2 separate regions of the Drosophila melanogaster genome follow, and region 2 is linked to region 1. The links are chromatin contacts, called in public targeted proximity ligation maps. All regions are on one chromosome and are shown on one strand. The core of a region is the stretch at or near the end of the contact, and the rest is flanking DNA. Distances in the headings are between cores, read along the strand shown. Region 1 holds the start of CG5418. Region 2 holds the start of t-cup (tetleys-cup).

Region 1 (6,430 bases), core at 1,901-4,400:
AAATTTAAATCACACAAAATCAACATGATGGAAAAGCTAAAATTGTAAGATGAAGACAAACTCGTCCTATTTTTTGTTAAAATTATTTAGTCGATAATTTTGGATTACTCTTAGTTGGAAAATTCCTTAATGTTCATACGAAATCTGTTATAGGATTTTCTACACATTAACTATTGCGTTTCACAACCCGCACTCTTAGACCGACAAGACCACAAGATAAAACCACAAAAAGATCCAGAACTGCTGCAGCAGTAAAAAAAACGGACCAATCTCCAAAGAGGTCTCCCGCCTCCCAGAGTTGTCCCTGTCCGAAGTTGGCCGCCCTGTAGACGCCCAGTTTTGCAATGCCAAAGTGCACTCACTCGTTTTTGGGGCAGGGCACACGATTCTGCCCCAGAGAACACAAAATGCAGCCTGCGGAGACGCAAATTGTCTAAGGCTAGCGTGGATTAAACAAGAAAATTATCATCCAAAATGAAAAGGGATTAAAACCAAATATGATACTCCAACTCCAAGTGCCGAAAACTAGCTGTCTACAGGGCAAACACCAATGGACAGACAAATCAGATAGACGGACGGACAGGACAGACTAATGTCACATCCCCCGAACACAGTAATTCTGTTGAAAAGTATTTCCCTTTATGATTTTTGTATTCAATTCAGAGAACCATCTTCATGCGTTTCATGTTTAGTTCTTCTCCTATGAGTTTTACGACTTAAGCCTCTTTTTAAGCTAACTATTAATTTATTAATTAGTTTGTAAGCGCAAAAATAATTAAAATACATCTAAACAAAATAACTGCAAACAACCTATATTAAAATAAAGGATAATATAAAACTATATTGAAAACCAAAATATTCTTGTCTTGTACTTTATCAAAAACGTTCTGCAATTTTGGGAATGGAAAATTTATTATGGAATCAAATGAATACTTTAAAACTTCGCAATTTTCAAGGTATAACTATTGCACATATATAATTTTTCTGTGGGAATCAATGAAATTAAGCAATACTAATCAACACTAACAAAAAAGGTAAAACAAAAATGTTCTAATAGTAATTCGAAAAGTTCACGTCTTGACTTTATGTATGCTTTAAATCAAATTTCGCCGAAAAGTATGCACTGTTATTTTATTTTCGTAACCATGCGAGATGTAAAATTGACTTATTTTGACAATTTAAACTAAGCCCTTTTGTTAGGCTACTCAAATACCACAAAACTTTTTTTCGCATTTGATTTTTGCGTGCAATTTGATTGTGCTAAACAGAAAGCTGCGATCCATGATTGTGGCACATGTTTAAACAATTAAATATCTAAAAGAAAAATCTTTCAGTTTCATTTTATTTTGTATTTATTTGTAATTACACTTATTTTTGTGCAAATTGTAAAAAAAGTTCCTGATCAAATTGAAGTGGTTGTGGTTCTACGCATACTTTACATCAATATGATTTGGGAGGGTGACGAATGCCACGCAGCTTTGTGTCGATCTTTTTGATTGCGATTTGCTTGTTTAGCTGATTTACTCGCAGCTTGGACCAAATCATAAAATTTCCCAAGCTAAGTAAAGACGCCACATGCTTAGCAGCTGCCTCCGGATCACTTGTTGGATTCGAGTTGGACCACATATTCATAAACATGGTGTCGGATTGAATGGGCGTACAATTGATCACCGGAAAACTGGTGTTGGCCGAAATCACGTTGGCCAAACTATTTAATCGCTCGTCGACGGTCACGAATACCAGATTATTAATCACCGCCTCGAATGTCCGGAGAATTTGGAGCGCTTCTTCGGGATTTTCGCTAAACAGAACACACTCGGAGCACCACTTTCATGCCTAGTGATCCAATGCAGGTGGCGATCTGTTCGCCATGTTCCACATCCATTTCACTACTCACTAGGATTACCACCAGATGGTCCTGGGGCGGCGCAATGCTCGATAGCTGCTCTATTACCCAAGAATAATTGCGCTTGACTGTATTCAAATCGCTATCGGTTACTGTATCCAAATTTATATACACGGTTTTGTCCACCATTAGCCGTTTGTCGCCCGCCGGCCAAATGCGCCACGTATCCGAGTCAATTATGTCCGCCAGCAATATGTTGCCATCTTCGTCCACACCGAATTCAACCTTCATGTCCACCAAGGCACAGTTCTTTGTTTTCCATGCTCTTTCGAGAACTTCGAATACCACTAGTGAAGTGCGTCGCATTATTTGAACTTCGTCTGCGCCAATTATTAGGCCATTGCACTCAAAATTCGAGGAGAGAATTTGCTCATCGCACCACAGGGGATCGTGACTAGAATCGTCCTTGAAGCAAGTCTCTTGCTTTGGTGGTGCAAATCGATATCCTTCGGGCACTTCCGGATTTAATTTGATAAAAGATCCGGTGGCCAAACGACGCGTCACCCACTCTATGTGCACCATCTGGCATTTTCGTGCTATAAAAGCGTTATCGCCACACTGATCCACGTAAGCGGTTCGGATTCCCGCCTCATTGAGTAGCCTAAAAACCAGTCCATTTGTGGTATTTGAGATAGCCGCCTTGCCTTGAAGCTCATGGGCCATGAGTCCATCAAAAGCTGTAATGCGATCCTTGCTCAACAGCAGACATAATCCTGGATGATCCGGTAGGTCGTACACCTTCTTGGTCTTGCCTTCGATCAGGATCTTGCCCAATTGGTAGCCTCCAATGGTTGTGATTGACATGGTTGGCAAATAAAAACTGAATCTAAATTCACTTTAAGAGCTACTATTATAAACGAACTTAAGCAATTTAATCACATTTATAAGGTCATAAAACTAATCGTGTGATAATCGAGCGCTTGATAATCATAAACGAGCAACATAAGTTTCTTTTATTTCTAATCAGTATAATCTTGAAAATTATAAAAGCCAAAAATATTGGAAAATTCTATTTCAGAGATATTAACGTTTATACAGAGGGGCCAATAGGCTGACTTCAGGCCAAACTAACAAACGTGGCTTATGATTGTGAAATTATGAAAATATATACTTAATAATCCTATACTTACTTGTTCACTAAAGAACATACATAATTAGGTTAGATATTCTATGATACCGATTTGTATTTTTTTATTTATAAGTAACCGCAAAACGTATAAAAAGCGAGTGATTATGAGTGTGGTATTCCATAGGCATGGAGAACGATACAAGAAAGTTGGAGCGCTTAGTGGTCTTCGACTGCGACATTGGAACGGACGACGCCTGGGCTTTGGCTCTCCTACTGCGTGGAGAACAATTGTCCTTGGCGAGTGGGAGGCGGTACAAGCTGATTGCGATTACTTGTGTACAGGGCAATACGGATGTGGTGAATGGAGCCCAGAACGCCCTAAAAATACTTCGATTATTGGAAAGGCGTGATGTAAGTTTCTAGCAAATAAAATTTTTAAATTAGGGCACGACTATTTTGGCCAAAGATCTTTAGAGCTTATATTGATTTTCCACTACTTTATGCGTATCGCAGGTGCCAGTTTTCAGGGGCTGTGCCAATCCCATTGTAACTCGGACATGGTTGGACATTTCCCGCTTCCACGGCACTGACGGCCTTAATGACATTGGCGGCTACCCAGATGTGAGTGATCTGCAGGAGCAACTGCAGCAGGAGCACGCCGTGAATGCCATGTATCGGCTAGTGTGTCAATATCCAAAACAAGTTGACTTTCTACTTTGCGGGCCACTAACTAATTTTGCCAGCTGCATTAATCTATATGGCGATGATTTTTTGGACAAAATCGGTGGAATATTTATAATGGGTGGAAATATATATGGTCGCGGAAATATCATGAAGTGTGCAGAGTTCAATTTTATGATGGATCCGGAGGCGGCGCATACAACATTGGAGCGTTTGAAGGTGCCAGCTGTTATTCTTCCCTGGGAACCCAGCATTGATGACGACTTCAATCTGTCACTTGACTGGCGGCTGGATGTCTTGGGCTCTGTAGACCATCCCCTAGTCGAGCTTTTGTCCAGGGTGGAGCGATCCATGTTGGTGCCACGTGACATAAAGCATTGGATTAATCCCGATGCCGCTCTTGCAGCAGCCTATATCTTCCCAAAGGCGATGATTGCCGAGCAGTTGGATTACCATGCCACAGTGGAGTTGGCCGGAGTCCACACCCGTGGCCAGATGGTACTGGATCATCTGCGAGGTCGCCGTGTGGATGCTATCCATGGGAAAAAGAGCAATGTGCGGATCATAACACATCTCAATAGAGAACCATTTCGCACTATTATGTCCTGGACGGGATTCCTTCCGGGCGTAGATATCACAGAGCTCTGCGAGCAGGAACAACGTAATAATCTTTAAGATACAATTATTTGCTTTTTAAATGAAATGAAGAATAACTTTAATTGTTCTTATGATTTGTCTTGGCACATTGGATCGATCTTAAGTTTACGAATGTAATAAAAACATATTAGAATACTTTGTGTGACCCCTTTTAGAAGTCCGTTTCTGGGCTCTGTGGCCTCGGACTCTCAGGTTGCGGTTGATGGTTTGGATGAAGGTCTCTGGTTATCGGAAGCACAGCTTGGACCTGCGGTTGGGTGACCACCACATCGTCGGTGTCTACAGTGTCTAGACCCCTGTCCGCCTCCTGTTTGGGAGGATTGAAGGACTTCAGGTTGCCCAACTGGCTGCGAACGTCCGACTCGGAGAGCAGATGCAATGGTACGTTCGCTGGGACGGCCAACCGCTTGGGACTGGTGCTACCATCATCTGGCTTACGTCTGTCTGGTGGAAAGACCACTTGTGCATAGGTGACCCCACTCTCACTGGGCTCCACAATGCTCTGTGCTCCACCCGATGAAGTAGTCACCGAACTGGGATTCCTGAATACCGCTGTCTCTGTCCGTGGTTCTGGAGCGGCATCTCTGCGTTGAATGGGCGATGAGGTGGTGGTGGTGGTTACTGGACTTCCTCCACGTGGAGCACTGGGCGACGTTGTCGCATCCTCATGCGGAATTGGTGCGTACAGAGAGGGTGTGTAATTATTGTCCGTCACCTTGCAGTTGTAAAGATTGAGTCCTTTGGCGAATATGTATACGAGTATGTCGAAAAGCACACTGGCCAGGATCAATGAGGCTGTGAGAATATCGAGGATGTTGCCATGCTTCGGCGTTTCTCGCAGCAGACAGCGCTCGTAGTTGGGTGCCCAGTAAACGCAGGTTGTACCTAATCAAAAGAAAGTTTATGTAGCTTAGACTATATTTAAGTTCAATTTTTAAATTCCACTCACGGGTGACAATGTCGTAGCTGAGATGCACTGGAACATAGGCGAAAAGGCCCACGATCATTAGTTCAAAGGCCAGGGCCAATGACTTATCCTGTGGCAGGACAGCTCGCAGTGTGATCAACGTCTTTCCTATGGCTCCGACGCCCATTAGAAATGCCACCGAAATGCTCATGATCTGGAAGATGATGATGGCACTCTGGCAATTGTCGGAGCTGCAAGCTCCAGCGGTTGCCCTCATCTGACCAGTGGAATTCAAGGACTGATCCCCGCTGCAGCTGCAGCCCTCGAACAACTGAAAGCTATTGATGGTGGTCTTTTTGGTGCAACCCGCGTAGCAGGGCGAGAAGTAGGTGACGGAACTGTTTTCCGGACACACGGGCATGAAGGCAGTGGGTGTGCATAGGCACTGACTGGAGCAATAGGGCTGTTTTAGCTTACCACCCTCCACACCAGCAATGGCGCCCACATCGCACTGGACAAAGATCAGGCCGATGAAAATCGCTACCAGATGTATACTGAGGGCTATGTTTATACCGGTGATTTTACGAGCAGATAACTTGGCCTTCGAGATGACCAGGCCACTTATCAGCATTCCCAATGCCATAACTGGCGGCTTGAGGAAATAGGAAACGAATGCCGATCTCCACTCTGCCGCCAAGCCATCCTGTTCGTTGTAGGGCAAAAAGAATCTGCTCTGCAGATAGCTCTCCTCCTGGAGGCCATAGTTCACGACTGCACTCTGCACGCACATGATGCTCAACAGATTGAACATCAGTAGGCGGTTATTGAATAGCCTCTTCAGAGATGGCCAAAAATCGGAGTCATCCATATATGTTGAGAACTGGCTGCCAAACCTACGCATGCTGGACTGCTCAATGATCCGTTGCGCCGCCTGGTGAATGACGGTCTTTGGCAGTCGTTTGGGAAACAGTCCCAGGAGCACAGCGCCCACGAAAATGAAGGGTGCCAGTATCACCCAACCGAGCCACCAACCCACATGGGTGAGACCAACGCCAAGCACTAGGAAGGATCCAGCCTGCTGGCCAAATACGCGCGCAGCCAGAGCAGCACCTATCACCGCCGGACTATCTTGGGACAGGGAGTTGTCGTCGATGTAGCTAACCCCCAGCGTGTAGTAGGCCAATCCTCCCATTCCCAAGGCCAGCTGAAG
Region 2 (6,609 bases), core at 440-2,939, 44 kb before region 1:
ACACTATTACAAATTAATAACTTTGAATTGGTATGCAAATACAGTTTAAAGCCTTTGCAATGGTTATTTCAATTTTATGGTTAGTTTCATTTAAATTATATACGAATTTGGCCCAAAGCAAAACAATGGCGTTGCGCTGCTAAACAGCACTACTAACTTTGATTAAACAACAACGATAACTGCTAAACGACAGAACAACAACAGTTGCATGAACATAAGCGTTGCCAGCATGGCGGCAACAGTAGCAACAAAATGGCGGCGTTAGCCAACAAAATGGCTGCCAATATGGCGACGACCAGCAGCAGCAGCAACAACAACAACATCGCCGGCAGCGAATCCACGCTGCAGCAACAACAAATGCTTCACCACCAACAGCAACAACAGCAGCAAACACAATCCAATCTCATAATGCCCGCTGCAGTTATACAGCCCGAATATTTACTCAATAATGATCGCGGCTTATTTAAGGTTTATTGTTTTATCAAAGATTTCATCGGGTAAGTAAATAAGAAGCGGCAGGTTGTGAAACACTCAAGACAAGTTTCTCTAGAAAATTGCATTTTGACGCTTAGTTAAAAGTTATATATAACTATGATACATTTAAATTAAACATGCATATATGATATATATATATATTTTTTAATTAAATGCCAATTAAAGAACTAAAATGACCATATAATTTCATAAATAATGCTATTTGATTTCATTCATTTCGAATACATAGTGAGAAAAAAGACAATTTGCCAAGCAAAATATTATGAATACATTTTTTACAATTTTTAATTGTCTGCATTGAATCAGAAAAAAATTACTAAACACATTTTAATTTAATAATTAACACTTCTTCAGTAGTTTAAACAAAACACAAAAATATTTAGCTTTCATTTTATTGAAAAAATGCTGTTAACACCTTTTGACAACATATAAAACGTCAGAAATTTGTGTAATTAATACACAGACCTATGTAAACAAATACTGATTAGCACCCTTGCATTAAGAGTTTATAATTTTTTAAGCATATTTTGGTATTCATCTTTTTTTTTTTTTGCAACACCCTGTATCAGTAATATTGTTTTAAACTTTTTTTTTGTTTTGTATGCCGGCGCTTATCTTTTTTCGTGGCACACACACACTTGTGCATGCCAGTGTTTGCGCCTTTATTTGTTCATATAATTCATATTTAATCAACTGATAATATAAGAAAACTGTGTTCAACCTGCTTTTGTGCTGACTGCCCGACTCGGGGGACTGTGCTCCAATTTCTGTGCTCCTGATACACTTGCTGACATTATCACCTGCCCTGGCACCGCGAATGATATGACTGCGAGTATTCCGTTTGTTTGATAACAGCCAGCCAGCCATTTGATATTTTCGAGGGCAGCGGCAGAAAAACAAGGTATTGAGGTATTGACAGATAAAGTATGGAAATATAGTAGGGCGAATAAGAGCTAGATGGGAATGGGCCTATTTTTCTATAACAATTTTACAATCATATTGAAGATTTGATAAACACATTTTAGATTTCGCTCAATTTAAAATTTGTTTTTAAACTGATACCAATCTATGGGAATCAAAAGCCATTTTTACTCACACCAGTATTTCAGAATAACATTTCGAAGAATCCTAATTGGCATTGAGCGTTATTTCTAAAAACTAGTTCAGTCAGATACAAATTTCGACTTACAATTATTAAAACTTTGGCTAAACACAGATACAAAAATTTAATATGGATGGGGAGTTAAGTGCTTTCGGTTTTACGGTCAACATTGTGTTGACAGTCCTTGCGTCCGTCTTGGTATATTTGTATGCCTATTGGCATTATTATGTAAATGAGGAGCGAAATGAACTGACTGTTTCGAAATTACTGGCTACCAATCTACCCGATTTGCCGCCAATCAAATTGAATCTGGATCAGTTGTTGGGATTCGATGGGACACGAAGTGATGGCAGAATACTGGTGGCGCTAAGGGGAAAGATCTACGATGTATCCAGTGATTTCGAGGAATTCGGTTTAACCGGCACCCTATCTCATGTAGCTGGCAGGGATTTTACGAATTATCTCAAATCAATAATGGACACGCACAATTCGGAGATCAACTATGTGGATCGTTGGGAATCCATACTGGAAACGAATTATTCATGTGTCGGTGAAGTCATCGATGAGCAGGGCAATCCTCTTATGGGAAAAATTGAAAATCATGATGTAGATGTAATGGAGGAAACTGAGGAGGACATGATAGAACCCATCAAAGCTAATGAAAAGTCAATGAAATCAGTTTTAACTGCCGAAACATTGCCATCGGAAACCAAATCACAGAAATGTTTAGAAGAATCCAATTCCAAAATTCTTATCCATGCGCAAATTTCCGATTGTTAGAAATGAAAATTATAAAATTTCGCTATAACAAAATTAAATGGTTCAGAATTAAACGGGGACAATCAAAATGTAATCATTTTAAATGATAATTAAACTATCAAGCAATAATTTGCAGTTTTATAACAGATTAAATGGAACCGTTTTAAATTGCTTTTTTAATTGTTTAACACGCAAACTTAGCTAGAAATACGTGCAAAATCAAATAGTTTGTTTAGAAATTTCTGTATTCAATTTGAATTTGTCACGTTACGTTTGATGTTTTGTTAGCCCACATTTAATTATTCATTAAATTTCTAAGAAATTGCAGTGAAGCAAGTTCCTCAAAATATCTTCACCTATTTTCGGCGATACTTGACATTAAGTGCCAAATTAGGCAAAGCGTTTCAATTAAAAGGCGGAACCTATTCCGTATTTGACTCATCCCCATGTGGCATCCACCTGCCAACAGGCTGACAAAAGAATATTCTGAGTCGAGAAAAGAACGATAGACTTGTGTGCTTATATTTTAGCCATCAACACCCACACGGTTGGTGCATTTTTTTTTTTTTTTTTTTTTTGCCAAAATTGGCCAACCACGCGAAAATTGATGCCATTTCCCTTTTCATTTTCTTGGTGGGCACTTGGGTGTGGTCTTCTGTTGGCCAACAAATTGCTTGCACTCGTGGTGACGTCTTTTGGCAGGAAGCTAGCTCTTTAAAATTGCTGAAATTTATTTTTACAGTTACCCATGCACTTAATTTGTTGCTATACCATGATTACGACAATTAATTAAGTCAGTTTTTTTTTCGCATTTTGCTTTATATTATTTTCGTCTTCATTTTCGACTGCGGCGACGACCTTTTGCGTCGTTTTCGAATGGACAGCTCTTTCAATCATTTAAAAATTAATTATTTGCCTAGGCATAAGTACTTGAAATTGATTGGAATTGGATTTCACCTAATTAATTGATGTTTATTTTTGCATTTTCGTTTCAGGTAAGCGTGTTTTCATTTCAACCCAACGCAAAAGTCAGTAAGTTAAACGGGGTTAATTAGGCAGTTGAACATAAAGCAATTAATAATAAAAATAGGTTGTTATTATAATTTTTTTTTTTCGTTAAAATAAAATCCTTATCTTTCTCAAATACTTCCTTTCCCGTATCCAAAATCATCTCATATTGCCTAACGTTGAGTAATGTCCTATATTTAGAATATGACTAAACAATACCGAATAATGCCGGGCTTATCGCTCGACTATATAAATTATCAGCTCGGCGATAAGAGTTTCCTTGATGAGAACGTTCAACTGACAGCTGTCCAGTCGCAATGACTTTCAAGCAACTGCAATTAAACGCCAATTAGACATGTGTTGTACGACTGTTTGCATTCATATATAATACACTTTAATATAGATAGATATAGATGAGTTTTGGTGAACGAAGGCAGCGCACAAAAAATATACCAAGCATAAATTTTGCTTTAGCTGCAAACTATTTTTGCCGCGACGCTTTAACGTTTGCTCAACTCTAATGAGCCAATAAATTCACATTACGTATACGCGCAGGTGGCCAGCTGCTGTAATTTGCTTAAATCAGAAAGCAAAACTGTATCGTTTGCATTTTTTCCTTTGCATCGCTTTTCTCTGACTTTTCTTTCACTCAGACGCGGACTGTTGTTGGCTATAAATTTCACGCTAACTCGTCACTTGTCGCAACCTATTTCCTCTAATTTTCTTGGTCTCCCCTGCAATTTGCAGCATGGGTTATGAAATCGTATTCCTTTGCCTGTTCATAATTTGCCATGAAATCGGTGTTCAGTCAGATGATCATACAGAACATTCGATAAGTCATTTGAACATGTGTGCTGCCCAGGCATTTTGTATTTGCATTTGACTTTTCGCATTTCCATATTTATTTGGTTAGAGTTGGTTAATCGAGTGGCTTATAATCAAAGTGCACACGCTTTTCCTGTCAGTTGATAGCCATTGTTTGTTTTGTGTGACGTCAGTGATTAGTTCTTATGTTAATTCTGTTGAGGTAGAGTTCAGTAATCGTGATTGGAAAGTATCTATTAGTATAGATAGATTAGTATAGAAAGTATCTATTAGATAAATTCATTGAATATCATTTTATTAAAGTCATTTTGCATTCTTTTTCAAGTTTAAAAACGGCGATCTTTGAATTGGCGGTTACTTCAATACAAATTGAATGTTATCAGTTCTATTTCCTTTTCATTTGCAAAGCGTATTATTAATTGATTTTTTGCTTGTCTTTCTTATCAGACTCATTTACATATGGGCTTTATATTCTTGAAACCAACCGAGACTTTAAATTTTAAGACACATTAAGACCCATTTATTGACTGGCTGATAATGTTTTGGCAAGATAAAGTTGTCTCAAAGGCGGCGAATCGTGAGGAGAGCGAATAATTTACACTGAAAATATTGTTTTTAGAAGCGGCAATATTGGTGATAAGTTATATCTTCAGTTAAGATTCGGTAATGCAGATTCAGCTGAGGACAAAACATGTTTTTAAACTGCATTTAGCCATATATATTCTTGTAGTAAGCAAGTGATTAGCACGTTGCATCAATTGAATTGAATTTTTTGAAAGCAGCTTCCACGTGTTTTGTTTCCTAGCTCGCTTCCTCTAAGAAACTTCCATCCAGTTCCTCTGCTTCCATTGGATTCCTCACTTTTTCTCTACACCCACCTATCACTCAATGCTAATTATCAGACGGCGATTAGATAGAGTTATATTTGATAAGGGGCACACGACGGTTCTCCGATGTAATCTACTTTGTTTTTTTCGCCTGTCGAGTATGGTGTTTTTTTCCCCCTTATCGTTCATCGGTGCTCCAAATAAAAAAAAAAAAGTGAAATAAAATATAAAAAAAAATAGCTTCGGCTCCGGTCGTGTGTGTAAATTTTGTTTCTCGCCTATTATTCGGCGCTTTCGTCGCCGTCGTCTTCCCAAAACTAAAGAGCGAAGAAACGCAGAAAAAAATGTATTTTTGAAAATAATTTTATTGCTAGCGTTGAGCGCAGCCACCACTGTCGACGTCGCTGCCTTTTCTTTTTTTTTTTTTGTTCGTATTCCGCTGGTCGTTTTTGGATATTGCGTAAAATTCAGTTTTTGGTTCGAATTCAGTAAACAAAAACTTGTCGCCGGCGTGAGACGCAAACGCGAGCAACAAAGGTTGTTCACCAACAAAAAGTTACAACCGAAGATCAACGAAAGAGTAAAGACCGAATAGTATTTGTTTAAACAATTTGCTATAGTTTAAGTAGCAGCTCGGCTCTCCATCCGTCCCGCGTTTCTGTCTATCTATCTATCTGTCGCTATTTGTATCTTACGGATACGCGTCGAGTGTTGATGACGCGCGTTAATTGTTGCCGCTGTTCATTTTCGTTGTCGATTTCAAATGTCGATGGCTCGGTACCCTGACCTTGTTACTGACTGATTGTGAATTCTTTTGGTTATTTATTTACCGAACCGCGTTGGGATTTCTATATACTTACGATTGAGATACAAATCTATCTATCTATCTGCCTATCTATGTAGTTGGCGATCGCACGCACAATTTGTCTAAATCGAATTCGTCTAAAAATAAGACGCGAGCGAAAACAAAATGAGGGAAAACGGCAAAAACAAATTGTGGAATAAATTTTTGGGTGGTTTCAAGAGTTTTGCCTTACATTCGGTTTTCTTGGTGGGAGATCGCTTAATTTGTTTTCACATTCGAATGGAGCCAGAAATGGTCCGGAAAAAGTCCAAATATATTATACAAAAAGTGGAAGAATTTCAAAAACTTAATTTGCAAGCGTAGAAGAGTGAGTGGCCAAGATAAGTTTAACTACAAATGAAATTAAATTATCGTTTGATTATATATTCTAATGCATTTACATAACTTAAAAAAAATGTTAATTACATAAATATAACTTGCAACAAAAAAAAAACTCTAGAATACACAGCAGAATCACGTTTTGCCATTTTGTACACAAATTCAACAAACTCGACTATCGCAGGCGCTCCTCTGCTAGGCAAACACTAAATTTGTCTGCAATTTCAACTTTGTATCTTTCGAGTGCTCGTGTGCGGCTGCTGTGCGTATCTTAATAGATAAATTTAATTGGTTAATATTTATTTTTAGTCCAGACTTGATTAATTGCCACCAGAGAGGAGTATTCCTCCGTTCGGTTCGGGGAATTCTCTAACCGCCGTGTTCCCTCATATTAGTTTTTGCTATTTGGC

Evidence for each region.
Region 2: a contact with region 1 is called in a targeted proximity ligation map of the Kc167 cell line, with 5 times the contacts expected there. A contact is called at or near these places in 80 of 107 Hi-C or Micro-C datasets (the Clone 8 cell line, the D17-c3 cell line, the Kc167 cell line and 28 more) and 4 of 7 datasets of targeted methods (the Kc167 cell line and the S2 cell line).

What each region holds. Positions count from the first base shown.
Region 1 is chr2L:12,449,962-12,456,391 of dm6, reverse strand. It overlaps CG5418, which reads left to right and starts at 3,150. Exons shown (of 2, transcript NM_135727.2): 1 at 3,150-3,386; 2 at 3,489-4,447. The coding sequence starts at 3,162. The coding sequence ends at 4,331. Oatp33Eb (Organic anion transporting polypeptide 33Eb) reads right to left here. Exons shown (of 5, transcript NM_135726.3): 4 at 5,263-6,430; 5 at 4,345-5,198. The coding sequence ends at 4,465. bun (bunched) reads left to right here. Exons shown (of 7, transcript NM_001042894.2): 7 at 1-852. It also overlaps the pseudogene CR17024.
Region 2 is chr2L:12,492,413-12,499,021 of dm6, reverse strand. t-cup (tetleys-cup) reads left to right here and starts at 1,689. Exons shown (of 1, transcript NM_165014.2): 1 at 1,689-2,406. The coding sequence starts at 1,727. The coding sequence ends at 2,377. All of the region lies in intron 5 of bun (bunched), which reads left to right.